Regions from separate parts of the Danio rerio genome. Here region 2 is linked to region 1. Evidence: chromatin contacts called from public HiCAR-type data. All regions are on one chromosome and are shown on one strand. The core of a region is the stretch at or near the end of the contact, and the rest is flanking DNA. Distances in the headings are between cores, read along the strand shown. Region 1 holds the start of drd5a (dopamine receptor D5a). Region 2 holds the start of znf518b (zinc finger protein 518B).

Region 1 (2,614 bases), core at 75-2,574:
GATCTGCTCCATCACTGTCTCTCCACTCCACCTATATCTGCTGTGTGGTGAAGCGCTGGCGCTGCTGTCCTGTGGCTGCCGGAGCATCATCAGGTGGAGCTGCACACTGCTGGTGGAGTGGAGAGACCCCTCATGATGGTGAAGCGCTGTGGGTGTATGACCATACAGGATACATGCGCTATATACACACACACACACGTTACAATACATACACACACACACACACTCAGATATATCAGACACAATCACACACACACATGCATGAATTCAGACATGCACACTCAGACACATCACACACACACACTCACACACACACACACACACACACACACATACACACACACACACACACACACACACACTCACATACACACACACACACACACACACACACACACACACACACACAGATGGGCCCCTGATGCTCCAGATGTGCTCATCTCTTGACAGCTCCAGGTGTTCCCAATATTCATGAATTCCCACAATCCCCTGCAGCCGGATCAGCTGTGTGTGTGTGTGTGTGTGTGTGTGTGTGTGTGTGTGTGTGTGTGTGTATCAGCAGCAACTGAGGCTGTGCTTCTGACACTGCTGCAGCCAATCCTCACATTTCACACATCTGAAACACACACACACACACACACACACACACACACATTCATATATAAACATATTTAAACATGTACACAACACACACATGCACCTTCTATAACTCACTATCTCTCTCTCTCACACACACACACACACACTTTGTGAGAGTGTAGACAGTAGTTGAGTGTGTGTCCTCTGGGTGTCGCTGTGGGTTCATCAACACACACTGATGATGCAGAGCTGATGAATGACTGACCACTGGAGCCCTCAGCAGAGAAGACACACACACACACACACACACACACACACACACACACACACACACACACACACACACACACACACACACACACACACACACACACACACACACACACACACACACCATTCTCTGTGTTCTATTTCAGACTGTACCAGAGTAATGCAGCACTGAGGCTGATTGTGTGTGTGTGTGTGTGTGTGTGTGTGTGTGTGTGTGTGTGTGTGTGTGTGTGTGTGTGTGTGTGTGTGTGTGTGTCTGTTTGGGCTTTACAGAAGACTAGACTGACGCTCCTGTAGTGTTTCCCGCCGTGACTCATAACTCATCGACTGCACTCTCTCTCTCTCTCTCTCTCTCTCTCTCTCTCTCTCTCTCTGTCTCTCTCTCTCCTTCTCTCTCTCTGTCTCTCTCTCTCTCTCTCTCTCTCTCTCTGTCTCTCTCTGTCTCTCTCAAAATAGCAGAGCACAGTTCCCAGGCGCTTAGAGAGGTCGGACGGCCGGCTCACACACACACACGCACACGCACGCACTCTCCAGGAGACGCTGGGTTTCGGATTCCCTCTTCGATCGCGCTCGTCCGTGCGTCATGCGGGACTCACCGGCACCGGGGACCGCGCGGAGACACGCGCCCGATGGCGACCCGTGAGCGCGCCAGAACTAAGCATGCTGAACGGAACGGTGACCGGGACCGAGCCGCGGGAGATGCTGGCGCGCGCGCTCACCGGGTGCCTGCTGTGCGCGCTCATCCTCTGGACTCTGTTCGGGAACATTCTGGTGTGCGCGGCCGTGCTGCGCTTCCGGCACCTGCGCACTAAAGTCACCAACATCTTCATCGTGTCGCTGGCCGTGTCGGACCTGTTCGTGGCCGTGCTGGTGATGCCGTGGAAAGCGGTGTCGGAGGTGGCCGGTTTCTGGCCGTTCGGCGCCTTCTGCGACATCTGGGTGGCGTTCGACATCATGTGCTCCACCGCCTCCATCCTGAACCTGTGCGTGATCAGCGTGGACCGCTACTGGGCCATCAGCAGCCCGTTCCGCTACGAGCGCAAGATGACGCCGCGCGTGGCCTTCGTGATGATCGGCGCGGCGTGGACGCTGTCGGTGCTCATCTCCTTCATCCCGGTGCAGCTGGACTGGCACAAGGCGGCGGCGCGCAGCGGCGGCGGTGGGAACGCGGGAGACTGCGACTCCAGCCTGAACCGGGAGTACGCCATCTCCTCGTCGCTCATCAGCTTCTACATCCCCGTGGCCATCATGATCGTCACCTACACGCGCATCTACCGCATCGCGCAGATCCAGATCAGGAGGATCGCCTCGCTGGAGCGCGCCGCCGAGCACGCGCAGAGCTGCCGGTCGAACCGCCTGGCGTGCCAGCACCACAGCAGCCTGAAGAGCTCCATCAGCCGCGAGACCAAAGTGCTGAAGACCCTGTCGGTGATCATGGGCGTGTTCGTGTGCTGCTGGCTGCCGTTCTTCGTGCTCAACTGCGTGGTTCCGTTCTGCCACGACAAGCCGTCCGCGGGTCTGCCCTGCGTCAGCGACACCACCTTCGACGTGTTCGTGTGGTTCGGCTGGACCAACTCTTCGCTCAACCCCGTCATCTACGCCTTCAACGCGGAGTTCCGCAAGGGCTTCTCCAGCCTGCTGGGCTGCCGGGGCCGCTGCCGGACGCCGGTGGAGACGGTCAACATCAGCAACGAGCTCGTGTCCTACAACCAGGACACGCTGCTCCACAAGGAGATCGTGAGCGCGTACGTCAACATCATCCCGA
Region 2 (2,614 bases), core at 75-2,574, 67 kb after region 1:
GTGTGTGTTTTAATAATCTTCAAACGCAATTTAGCCATAATTAAGCCACTTTCATCATTACTATTAATCAACAACACAAGAATAAATTAAGCCCCTAAGACTGAAATTAATGCATTAAGAATAACCCTTTTTTAAATACTGCAAACGGTACATTATAAAGCTATGATGTATTTCTAAATCGGTATTTAAGTGTTGCATATTTTTTACAGTGTAAACCAAATCAAACTGAAAGCGTGACCACAGATAAGAACTGAACCGACTCTGTGAATTGTCCCACTGCTATCATTTACACACTAATTAATATGTAATTACACAGTGTAAGCGAGGACTGAGAAGGGTCAGAGCGGCATCATTTACACTGGCTTTCAGGCTGCATGGCTAAAGCAGGCATTTACATACAGCTCATCCCAAAACGACAATTCAGTGCTCATGTACTCATCCTCCAGCGAGTTTTTGATCATTTTGCTCTGCTAAACACAAAAGAAGACTTTTTAAAGAATATTGGAAACTGGTACCCATTAAGTTCAATAGTATTTCCCCCTCTATAGATGCCAATGGCTACCGGTGTCCACATTTTTCAAAGCATCTTCTTTTGTGTTCAACAGGAGAAAGAAACTGATTGAAACAGCATGAGGGAGCGTAAATGAGGAGGCTACATGTTCATTTTGACAGGAACTGTCCCTTTAACTAACTGAAGGTTTTTTTTTTTTTTTGCATGTTTTAATCATTTTAATAAGTGTTATAATCATGCAGGTCTCGGTTATTCATCATTTGTTTCTGTAAGTCAGTTGTCTTTCAGCTCATACCAGTGTCTCGTCTGCAACTCAGCATTTGGCTCAGCTATTTGGGCGTGGCTGACAAACTTACTTTTAGACTTCTATCAAGGCTTCAACAGAAACATAAATCATCATCATCATCATCATCAGACCACGGCAGATTATTCAGTAAGATGTGTGAACACAACACAAGCGGACACTTCATCAGCTGCGCACTATAACAGGTTTGATCCTGCCTGTTTTTCTGCAAACACACATGGACGCCATCTTGGCTCATGGCATCCTGCAGAACACACATTATTAACTGAAAGCTCTGCAGATTCCTGCACTGACTACACTAATCTGTATTCTGCACGGACTGTGAGCTCTACAGTGCGGTATGATCAGTTTATCTGCCGTTAATTCGAGGAAAGACGCGTTTTTGAGCACAAAGCTCGTGCTACGCAGTCTGATGTGCGGGTGCCCGCGTGAGCTGTAGAGCTCTACTGCAGCCGGCAGCCAATCAGAGACGCGATTCAGATCACGCGCTCAGCGGTCACGCGCACCGCCAGTCTCTGCGCGGTCACGGCAGCAGAACGCAAACAATGCACGCCAAGTTGATGCGAAAATATAAAGCTTTGGAGGAATTTCCCGCATCAGCGGCTCTTCGGAGAGGAGGACGGGTTTAACGCAAGGTTAGTGCTCAAACGCGTCGTTTTTTCGCCTGTTTTTCGCGCGCTATCGCGGGCGCGTGCGGGATTTGGAGACGGGCACACGCACATAATGCGTGAATGAATGCAGATCTGCGCCTGATCCCTCTGGGGGAATGACTGCATGTGTGCTGTTATGCATGCGGGAATCCAGTCTCCTGTGGAAGAAGAGCATCTGCAGAGCTCAGCAGCACATCCAGCTGCATGTAGAGACACACCTCTGCCTTTATTTATTTAGGGGAAGCTCACATTTAAACAAGCAAGTGTTTATTAGTGTTAAGAAATAAAACATGCTACTAAAGCTCAGCTGTTTATCTCTGTAAACATGTTAGTTGCAGATTAAAAGCTTGAATTCTGTCATTTCTGTTAATAACTATAATAGTTGTATTTAAACTATATTAATATTGTCAATGGTTTTAAAAACTAGTCCATGTGCAATGTTTTCTTTCATGAATTTACATTGTTGTTGTCAGATTTTATAGCTACATGTTTTTTTTAATCAAAATATCAGTTTCACATATTGTGTGTAATATTATGACATCGTAATAATGGGTGTTATTAGTGGAAAGTCCTAAATATCTCAGATTTGTTCAGTTAATATTGTTCAGTGTGATGTTAAAATTATTTAAACCAAATATAAAGAAAATCAGACATAATTTTTTAGCAAAAACATTTTTTTGTGCCAGAGAGTTTAACAAGTTTTACATCTCGCAGACACACAAACATGTATATTGAGTCCATCGTAAATGCAATATAATGATTAGCTCTTCAGATATTAAACTCGATGTCGTGGTAAATTAACTCTTGGTTCTCTCCAGACAAAAATGTCAAAGTGAAGTTGAAGCCACGTGTCCTGCGGGTCAGCCTCATCAGATTATCCGCTCCTCGAGTGCACCATCAGGGTTTTTTATCTGTTTGGACCAGACATTTCGACACTGGGGGCTCTGCACAACAAAATCCTGCATATCTAAAGTAGTGTGCAGACTCAGGCCCTGTTCACACTAGTGCGTTTTAGTTTTAAAACGATGTTTTAGATCAAAAACGATCCGCGTCAATAGCGTTTCAGAACATATCTCCGTCCACACTACGCCACCAAAAACGTATATCACGTGACCATTGGCGCACTCTGGGCATGCACGTTCTAGTATA

Evidence for each region. HiCAR-type assays count read pairs that join an accessible place to other places.
Region 2: a HiCAR-type map of caudal fin shows a contact between it and region 1, with 4 times the contacts expected there. The contact joins the promoter of znf518b here to the promoter of drd5a in region 1. A contact is called at or near these places in 1 of 18 Hi-C or Micro-C datasets (caudal fin) and 2 of 4 datasets of contacts at active chromatin or transcription factors (caudal fin and embryo).

What each region holds. Positions count from the first base shown.
Region 1 is chr14:147,198-149,811 of GRCz12tu, forward strand. It overlaps drd5a (dopamine receptor D5a), which reads left to right and starts at 1,325. Exons shown (of 1, transcript XM_003199767.7): 1 at 1,325-2,614. The coding sequence starts at 1,510.
Region 2 is chr14:214,604-217,217 of GRCz12tu, forward strand. znf518b (zinc finger protein 518B) reads left to right here and starts at 1,325. Exons shown (of 2, transcript XM_005173052.6): 1 at 1,325-1,450.